Linked DNA regions of Danio rerio: region 1 is linked to region 2. The links are chromatin contacts, called in public HiCAR-type maps. All regions are on one chromosome and are shown on one strand. The core of a region is the stretch at or near the end of the contact, and the rest is flanking DNA. Distances in the headings are between cores, read along the strand shown. Region 1 holds the start of zgc:111868. Region 2 holds the start of ppp2r2d (protein phosphatase 2, regulatory subunit B, delta).

Region 1 (5,570 bases), core at 607-3,106, 610 kb before region 2:
ACTGGAAGATTATCAGTATGGGAAGAAACACTGGCTGTGCATATACCCCACTCTTTGCACTTAAATATTTGTTCTTTTTTATTATTGATGGATCATTCCTCCAGGTAAAGATATTTTTTACTGATTGGAAATGTGTTTTTGTATTTAAACAGGAGCTATTAGAAGGCGGTGAGCTGGTGTCTGTGTTGAAAGGGGAAAACTGAACTATTCCAGCACTGAACAACAAGTGGATTGCTGTGTAACCTGCACATCTAACCTCAGGACTGGAGGACTCGCGTTAGACTTATTCCATCCAACTTAGCATTTTATTTTGAAATCACAACTTTTCATAAACAATGTTCAACTTTTGCTGTTAATTCAAGCATTGAATAAAATGGATTCCTTTCTAAACCTATTTTAGACCATGTTCACATCTGACATTTACATCTTTCTCTTGTGGTCTGAGTGTTCAGCTGAGACGGAATTAAATGCACATGCGTCTGAAATATGAAATTGCTGCCCAATCAAATGCTTTTAGAATGAGAATGTCCCTTTCCATTGCATGCAATTTCAATAAAAATGGCACTGGGCAAAATCCAAGTCTTGCATGTATGTGTATGGGCATTTTAGAAAATTGCAGCTCATTTTGATGCAGTGATTGCGTTGAGTAGGCAGTCCTTCACTGCTTCTATAATGCATTTTCATTTATGCTATAGTTGTTTTTTTTTGATTACGTCTAAATGTGGTTTGTGTGGCAACCAATTCTGATGGAACATCCTATTAATATCATGTGTAAATTAAGCCTTGATGTAAATATTTTTTCTTTAATGTCTTTTTCATTAAGAGCCTATGATTCGGTATGCAAAACGTGAACATGTGCCCTCATTATTGAGCTCACTCTACTGCTTTTAATTGCAGGTTGTTAGATTAGGACAATTCCTACCACCTTTATTTGAATTTTTTATCTTGGTTATGTGACCTCTTTAATGAGCACAGGAATGATGGATGTACCTTTCACAATCAGGTCCACTTGCTTTAATTAATGTGATCCCTCAGCTTTTCAGACAGAGTGACTCTGCCAAGCTCTTGGGGACAGGATGAACTTCCTTATTGTGATTAAAGATCCATAAATATTAATCAGCCGTTGGTCGGGGGAGAGTCAACCCACACCTCATCTGGCTTTGTGCCGAGTCTGTTGAATGGCCGTAATGTCTGTCTCACACACACACCTGTGGTTCTATGTAATTGCAGTTCTCCCATGATAACCTGATGGTTGTGCTGAGGAAACCTTTTAAACATTTCAACACATCTCCCGACAATGACGCACTTAAATATTCATTGATGCATGAACTAACATATGGTAACGGCTGTTTATAGTCATGCATAATCACCACAGGTACACAAACTGTTCACCAGGCAGCACTTGAATGGAGAATAAATTACAGATATGCATGTGAAATGAATATCTACATAATTGCACTTGTAAGTTAAAAAGAAAAGAGTGTACTGTATCCAGAATGAACGTTTAAAAGATCTGCTTGTGTATCATTTTTGCAGTAAATATATATTTCCTTTGTCTAAACCTGAATTATAACAAGTATCATTTACATGTATGAATACAGAAATTAGATTTTTAATTCACACATGCGACAGTAGTTTGTGATTTTCTAATTGTACTAGTAATCACATTGACATGCTTCCTGTTGGAGGCATGATGTAATGTGTAGCGGTTATTGGTGACAGGTGATTGTGTTTAATTGTCTTGGCAAGTTCAATCATCAAGTTTCCAACAGGTGAACAGCATTTTATGTAATTGGATATGTGAGTTCATTGGTCAGACAGGCCTTTAAAAGACAAATGCTACTTTGTTGGTGTATACATAGATTTGTAGCTGATTTTGACTTGATGGTTCTGGATTTCCTGTTGATTAAGCAGTCTTGTTGATGTATTTTTTGACTATGGACCCCGGGCAAATTAGGTGAGTTCAATTTATCTTTTGTTCTTTTACAATGTTGATTGTCAGAGGAGTATCGCAGAAATTCTTAGTGATGGTGAAATGAAGCATTTGAAACCAGTTAAGTGCTAAGTGTGCCAGAAAAGGGTTTGTTTCTTGAAGCTTTCTAAATCCGAGCTCTGCGACAAACTCTTCTAAAGTGTGGGATAGCATTGTTGCAATGTCAAATGTTCACAATTGACCAACTCATTACTGTAGTAATACAACACTAATGTAAACAAATTACTTAGACTAGTTTTTACACATCAGGTTTGTTACCTTTCACCATTGACGACATTAGTAAAATCCAGGGTATTTACGTTTTATCGCATATAACTAGTCCTGCTCCCACCCACTCATTGCAAGTGAAGATTGAACTAGCAGTTCCTGTATCGGAGGTGAATGCTCCAGGAGGCCATGAGTGATGCTTTCGGGCTGCACTCACCAGCAGGCGTCTATTAAACCCCATACTACGAAATGCAGTGGTTCTCTTTAAAGAGTGGTAAAATATGCTAATACATTGATTGGTTCAAAACCTTTCTACTTTAAGTTACGATTTGTATTGGTTTAATTATTGGTGTTTGGGACCAGTGCAGTGCTTTGAAACGGTAAAAATCTAAGTAATTGATGCCTAATCTCTTGCTACACTTTACTAACCAAAAAGGTGTTTGAACCTTTGAATAAAATTTGAAGCAGTCATGGGTTTATGTGAATGAAGATTCTGAGATCACCGATCATGTGATGGCAAAACTAATCTAGCTCCATACATTGCTTCTCTTTTTTTTATTTTTATTTTTTTTATATATATATTATAATGCGAAGCCTTTGCGCACAGTCAAATCACTAAATCTGAAATTGCGTAGTTCAGTTTTCAGAGTTTAATTTTAGTATGGTTTAATTTTCTAATAATAATAACTTTTGAATGGTTGTATTTGTATTGTTTTGCCTCTTGTAGGGTCCATTTACTGTTGATCATCTTGATCTGCTGGAAACATGCTGTTGCAAACAGAAGTGAGTATCACCTGAATGGATGGTCTAAAAATTAAAAAGCTGCTATTCTTACTTAGTTTTTTTTTATGCAGGTTTGTCTTCTCAGAAAGTTCAGCCTCAACAGAATTGGTTTGTCAAAGGATCCTTTGGACCGCAGGTTGTCCAGTCTTCTGTATTGGAGGTTCCAGTAACTGCGAGCATTCCTTCTGAAGAAGTGGTCTCTGTGCTTGCTGGAAACAGCCCATCTAGTCACTCTGAATCTATGTCTCTCACCCAAAGTGCACCAAGTGCTTTGGTTTCTTCCCTGGTCCTACCACAAAATCTGCAGACCTCGGGCAGCTATGTATTGGGTTCAAATAGGAAGTATGCTTTTGCTACTTCAGATGGATCTAAGCTGCAAGGAGCTTCACTGCTTGCTTCAATGGGAAGTGGAAGTTCTGGTGGCTTGACATCTCAGTCTCAAGGCTCCTCTAGTCCTTCTAATACAGGCTCTTTCTTGAAGTTTGACTTCTCCCCCTCATGGGTTCCTAGCCGGAGCAGTCTTGACCATGAAATTCCGTCAACCTTGTGTAAAATTAGTTCTGCTGGATCTTCATCCAGCTCCCCAAAGCCGGATTCTCCTAATGTCAGCTCCCAAAGTACCTCAAGTCAGAACACCCTGATGTCCTCTGCAAATACCAAGCCTGCCATTGCTTCCCCCATGGGTCTAATCCAGTTTACCAGTGGTCAAGATTCCAGCAGCAAGCACACCTTAAGCTCCCAGAGCAGGGTTGACAGTAAGCTTGCAATTTCCAATCAGTATGTTCCTGTACAAGGAATTGCTTATAGCTCAGTCGTCCAGCCGCAAGGTGCCACTATCCAGTATGCTAAACCTTCCTCTGTGAATGTGCCTGTGTCTAGTGAAGTAACTCTGAGTGGCTTGCCTCTTTCTCTAAGCCAATCTTCTCTTATGTGGCAGCCTACTAAGATTCAAGGTCTTCAATCTAGTGGCAAAACGGCATTACAAGGATTCCTGACCTCTGGTGCCATGCAGAGCAGCTCGCTGACCCCAAGTGGTTTCCCTGGTAGCACTTCTTCCCAGTCTCAAGGTACATCTGTCCATGTTGCTGCATCACCCTTAAGTGTAAGCCAGTCTACGAGTGGTCTGGGGTCTACAATCCAGTATACATCAAGCTCCCAGGGCTTGGTTGACCGTCTGCTACCAGCTTCTAGTCAATCTGTGCCTGTACAAGGAATTGCCTACAGCTCTGTTGCCCAACCCCAGAGTACCACAGGTCAGAGTGCTCAGACCTCCTCTGCAAAACTGATTTTGTCTAAAGCAGTTCAGAGCCTCTCGCCTCTCTCTATAAATCAGCTTTCAAGGCCTCAGCCCTTTGTCACTGCAGTGTCAAAAGAACTTCAGACATCTGGAACCACACAGGGTAGCTTCCTAACACCCAGTGTTGTTGGTAGCATTTCTACCCAGTCTCAAGGTACCCCTGGCCTGTATGTCCCTACTGCTCTAGAAGAAGTGCTGGTGTATAGTCAGGCCATCCCAAGTGAATCTCAGTCTCCGTTGCAGCCTTCCACTAGCTTGTTATCTGGTTTTCAGTCTTCCAGTACTGGGTCTCAGAGTGTCACATCTCAAGGCTCCAAGCCTTCCACTAGCTTCTCTACCCTTGCATCACTTGGTGGCTTGACTAGTCAGTCTCAAGGTACATCAAATAAGTATACCCCTGGATCCTCTGTTTATGTCAAGCTTGCTGCTTCACCCTTGAGCCAGTCTACCAGTGGTCTGGAATCTTCAAGCCAGTATATATCAAGCTCTCAGGGCTGGGTTGACAGTCAGCTAGCAGCTTCCAGCCAATCAGCGCCTGTACAAGGAATTGCCTACAGCTCTGTTGCCCTACCCCAGAGTACAAGTCAGAATGCTCTAACCTCTTCTAAAGTGCTTCTGTCTAGTAAGGCAATTAAGGGTGTCTCACCCCTCTATGTTAATCAACCTTCAAGGCCTCAGCCCTTTGTCACCGTGTCAAAAGGGCTTCAGACATCAGGCACCATACAGAGTGGCTCTCTGACTCTTCCTAGTGGGTTCTCTGGTAGCACCTCTCCCCAGCCTCAAGGTACCTCTGGTGTATATACCCCAACTGCTGTTAAAGAAGTTCTCATGTACAGTCAGGCTGCCCCAAGTGAATCTTTGTCCATACTGCAGCCTTCCACTAGCTTGCACAGTACTGTGCTACAGGGCAGCACAGTGTCTCAAGGCTTTAAAACTCCCTCTACCGATGGCACCTTTATCAAGCTTCAGGAAACCTCTAGCCAATATGTCCCCACTGCTCTGGATGTGGAATTGCCCCTGAGACCGAGCCAAGGTTCAAAACAGGAATTCCTTATCAGTGGCCCAGCGACACAATGGCGACCTTCCTCCACTAGCTGGTCACCAGATTATGAGACTTCTCGTACTGTGGTATCCCAAGTTAACGCTGCATCTCCAAGCTTCAACTATGCCGGTAGGCTCTCTGGCCAGTTTGCCTCACCACAGGCAGGCATTGCATATAGTGGCTTGCCTAGCACAGCTGTATCCCAGAGTAGCTCCTCGGGTTCCAGTCAGTTTCCTGTCCTGCCTGCC
Region 2 (5,186 bases), core at 281-2,780:
TTTATGAGGAGTTTATTCGGAGCAAAATTACATTTCAAAATTAATGGGAGACCGTCAATTTTATTAAACCAATAATTGGGAATAAAAAATTGAATTTTATTTTTTGAATTTGATTTTTTTTTTAATTGCATAACAAGAACAATAGCATACAAAAAATGAGCAATACAATGTTTACATTTTATATGTAATATGTAAATATTTCACTTTAAAGGAACAAATCATTAGAAAAAAGAAAAAAATTAATACAAATAAAAATAAAATTACAAGGGATATAGACGTTGCAAAAAAAAAAGTATAAGAAAATGATTCCAAAATTGCATACATTCTTATAGCTTTTTTTTCTTTCTTTTGGGGTTCCAATATAATGCTCAAGATTAATTTTAAACAAATGAATATTAGACTTATCATTGGACCATTTTTGTTTGTGTATATGGTACTTCCCATATATTATTATTAAATTAATAAATAAATTTTGCTCCAAGTTTTATTATTGTTGTAAATCAAAAAACACATCTTTACAAGAAAACTAAATTTTTAATTTTGTAAGTTTAAACATTGAATTTCAACTACACTCTAAAAATATTGTTTAGACAAAACAAAACAAAAAAAATTAATTAACGCACCAGTTTGCATTACTATATTCAAGTTACAACAACATCTAACAAAATAAGGTTCAGACAACAAACTTTATTATGTTAGCCAAATCTTTTCCTCCTCAATCAGAGGCATTTTCACATAGCAAAAAACTCAGATTTTTAAGTTGAGTACTCAAAATAAGTTTTTTTAAATTAAAATTGGAAACAAATCCAGTGTTATGTACTTAATTACATGCATGTTTTCAAGTTTAGAACCTCAAATAAATTAAGTAGCTGAAATTGTTGAGTTTTTTGTTTGTTTTCGAATTTACTGTTCATGCTTGTAAGAAATACATTTAACAGCAATGTTTTTGTTAACTGGTATTTTTTTATTTGTATTAAACCACAGGTTTCCTTTTTTTCCTTTTTTTTTTTACAAAACAAAAACATGTTCTGTCCCATATTATCAGTACAAAAATAACAAAAAACATCAGTGTGTGGACTTAAAAATACAAAACAACTCCATTAGTGTGTAAAAATTGAGTTATCAACCCAATTTCGTAGGGTTGCTTTAAGTTAAATATTGTTTTAAAGTAACTGACAGATATATTTATCTTTCAATTAGCCGCATTTTTAAATTGATGTAATTATCAATGTTTATTTGTTTTGAAAACTTAATAAAGTTATTCTGGCTACTCAAAAGTTTTAATCTAATCAGCATATTAGAATTTTTAAGCTACAATAGTGTATTAAACTATGTAGTGGTAACAGACCTCTTGAGTTATTTTCTAGAGTGTTATATTAGGGATGCACTGTATGACAATCAAGGGCGTTTGGTGTTTGCGTAACTCCCACGCTGTCTGCGTAAACCTGAGCGCAGCGAGGACGCGCCGAGCGCAGGGCGCGCTTGATTAAATGACGTCACTGTGTCATGTCGACGGACAGTGTGCGCCATCTTGAATCGAAACCAAATCACGGGCAGATCCCGCTCGCGCCGATCCCGCGCGCCTCCACTCGCTCTCATTCCGCACTCGATCGCACCGTCCGGCCTCCGGAGCTCCAGGATAAGCCGCACTGAAGGCTCGAGGCACAGAAACAGGCGATGATGGCAGGTAAAGGCGCCGCGCGGGGGTTTGTGTTGGTAGGCGGGGGCGCGAGCGGCAGCAGTGCGGCCTAAACATCAAACCAGCCCCCTTAACTGACACCAAATCAAACCCACAGCCACTGCTGTATCTCGCGCGGGGCAGGGCTCGACCTCAGGGTGTTTAAATGCTCGTTGCAGGCCGAGAAGAGCATGCATTTAAATGCACTGGTGTTGTTGTGTTTTTGCAGGGGTTGGTGGAGGCAATGATTTCCAGTGGTGCTTCTCCCAGGTCAAAGGAGCCATAGATGAAGATGTTGCAGAAGGTAAATAACGGGGTACATTTGGGGTTTAAACGTACCTGTGTGAGTTTGCATGAGTGATTAGTGCATTATGGGAGTTTTGGATGGAAAAGCATGCATTGTGGGGTATGATGTGAAGAGATGGAGGCTGAGAGCTTCCATGAAAATGGCAATTGTTTTTATCAGAAAGTGTTTCTGCGGGGTTTTTTTATTTATTATTCAAGTAGTATATGGGTTGAAGACGTTTAACTGATCTTCTTGAGCTTGAAACTTGCATCGTTGTACTGTAAAATGTTTTTGGCTTTCATGTTATCGACTGCATGTGGTCTTAAAACCTAAAATCTGAATAACTAAATCAAACAGTGTCAGGAGTAATGTAGATTTGGAAAGTCACTGTCATAAAACTGCACATTTATGAGCTATTATTGATCTTTCCCCACCGCATACGATGCGTAAAAGTGCTATATCAAATAATAGTTCAGTTTAAAATAAAGTGAATCTTTATTTTAGGTATTTATAAAAAGGGCTGATGACTCATGATGCTCTCAAAGGAGTAGTCCAGTCAAATTCTCTCAAATGAGAGCGTGTCAAAATAATTATGATTGATTATATGAACATTAACTACTGAATGACTAAAATGTAGTAGATTAAATAGATTAAAGTAAATCGAATGATCCTTCGTATTGCACAGATGCATGCGTAAGTAATAAAGTGCATGATTGTGTGAATCCAAAATAAAAGCTTATTGAAGAAAAAAAAAGAATAACTCGATCAAAAATTGCTACGATTTATCAAATGTATTACAATTAATTGTTTCATAGAGATAATATTATAAAAACTGAATGGATCCTTTTCTATGAGCCGATCATGACATGTTTGATGGTCATCAGCATCTTAATCCTTTAAAGTTTTGGATATTTCGATTTTGTTTGGTATATTCAGAGTGGCTTTTTGGCATCTTTTATTGTACATCCCATCCACCAGCTTCCTATCTGAAAGATGTTTAAGCATAGTGGGTCATTCAACTTTGCAATTTGTAATGTTCAGCATGTATTTAGATATTGATGGCTTGCTTCTTTACTTGAAAGCTCAGATTGAGGTTTAATGTATCATTATTATTTACACCTTACAGATTTTCATCTACCTGTACCATTGCACACACTTAGTAACATTTATTTATCAAGTTTAAGAGTCTCTTTAACACTAATGTTTATTATAAAAAGATCAGATATTTATTTAATATTTTTGTTTTTGACTATTTAAACTATTTGCGTTAGTAATGTTGGTAAATTAAAATAAAGTGGTTAAAAAAATTCTAATATTCCTAAATGTATTGTTAAAAATGTTTAATAGTTATCGATACCGAAATGATTTGAACCATGATATCTTGATAACTTTTTTTTTGCAATATCGGCCAGCCCTATTTATAACATCCTCGTTTCGGTAGACACCGTCAAAAGGTTCAGCCCAAATGCTCCTGAGAGACCTAACATACCAATGCTACCCCAGATAGTCATGCAGTGTGAAAACATCTGTGATGCGACTACTTTGAAAATCGTGCTGTCTGAACTCGCAAAAGATTACTTTTATTGTCAACATTTCTCTCAGTTAGATATTCCCATGCAAAACATGCTGGGAACTACAAATGCCTTAAACAGGTAGTTGGATCAACACAATTACTTCATGTCAACTAGTGGTGTAACGGATCACAAATCTCACGGTACGGATCACATTACGTTTTTTTAGTCATTGGACCATTTTTCGGATCAGCTAAAAAGGGGAGGGGACAAATGTCATTTACTTTAAATTTTTTACAAAAACAGCACTGCAATAAACTATTGGTTTTAACAAACGGAACTTAAAAGCTGTAATTTTGCTAAAAATAAAATGAAGAAATAATCAGCTGAATAAGAATAAACTATAAAATATTCAGTACTGCGAGAATTTCACTGTTACTTCTATTGTTGCTGATGTTAAACTCTAACATTATCATTTCTACAACCCACATTTGTTTTTAGTCTCATTTTCATAAGTGATTCAGTTTTTCATTCATAAATCTTCATGTTTCATTGTTAGATGATCATTTTTTGAAGAATTATTCAGTGGCTTATTTTTAATGATGTGTTCACCGATTAGTTAAATAATGTAATTGCTGCTTACAACTTTCATTTTTAAGCGTTGTTAAATGCATACAACGGTGATTTTAATCTTTACCACGAACATCAGGGGTTTTATTTCAACTATAAACTGTTATCCCAGTACTGCTGTGTTATTTGACATTGTAACTTCATGACGAACTCAAAAGACTCTTTCTTGATTTTTGCATTTTTCAAACACAGATTTGCATGCAGCGATTCAAAGGATTAATACTAATTATGCAAATCACCATTATTTATAATTTGTTGCATGGTTGTTGATAATTTTTTAATGATTAATCGTGCAGCTTACACTGAATGCTTTTATGCAGGCTAAACAAGTAGTGACAGAAAAAACATCTTTAATAATCTAAGAATCCCGCCACATCGCAAATAACCTACCACAACTTGTTCTGTCATCTTTATACTGTACAGGAAAGCCTAAACGCTTTCATACATGTGATTTGAATGGAAGGAGAGAGGAAATCTCACTCTGATCGTTACAGATTTAGGATTAATCTACCTTTATAAAAATGCACTAATTCGAGGGTTATGTGTGTGCCGAACTGTGGGTTGTGATCTGTACCAATCTTGTGGAATGCCCCATTTTTAATGTTATCAGACAACAATATTTATCTGGAGAGACTTTAAAGGAAATATTTTTAAATGTGAATCCATCTAAAATTGTACAATTTTTATCAAAAGGAAACCTTAAAAAACTGTTTTAGATTTTTATCTTGTATATATTATTATTATTGTTATTTATGTATTTTACCTTGGACATTATTTATTGCTGTTGATGACTTTTAATTGTTAGAATATTTTTTATAATTATAGAAAATTGGTATTTATAAAACGTGATTAACTTAATCTATTTTCTTTTTGCCATGACTTAGCCATAGAAGCTGAAATGGCAATAAAATTAAATCTCTCTCACGGATCCACTGTGGTCTAACTTCATGGTTTACAAATTTAAGTGGACTAAACATAAAACAAATAAACTGGCAAAAGAAATGACAAGAACTGTGTTGTTTCAGCTCATTATAAACAGGTAATTAAAAACAAGCAGCAGTAATCATTATTTTTGAGTGGA

The links. HiCAR-type assays count read pairs that join an accessible place to other places.
Region 1: a HiCAR-type map of caudal fin shows a contact between it and region 2, with 12 times the contacts expected there. The contact joins the promoter of zgc:111868 here to the promoter of ppp2r2d in region 2. A contact is called at or near these places in 3 of 18 Hi-C or Micro-C datasets (caudal fin, embryo and hematopoietic stem cells) and 2 of 4 datasets of contacts at active chromatin or transcription factors (caudal fin and embryo).

The regions. Positions count from the first base shown.
Region 1 is chr12:44,445,951-44,451,520 of GRCz12tu, reverse strand. zgc:111868 reads left to right here and starts at 1,856. Exons shown (of 3, transcript NM_001423535.1): 1 at 1,856-1,957; 2 at 2,928-2,983; 3 at 3,055-5,570. The coding sequence starts at 1,923. It overlaps glrx3 (glutaredoxin 3), which reads left to right. Exons shown (of 11, transcript NM_001005950.1): 11 at 153-579. The coding sequence ends at 203.
Region 2 is chr12:43,832,306-43,837,491 of GRCz12tu, reverse strand. ppp2r2d (protein phosphatase 2, regulatory subunit B, delta) reads left to right here and starts at 1,530. Exons shown (of 10, transcript NM_212880.2): 1 at 1,530-1,687; 2 at 1,908-1,982. The coding sequence starts at 1,681.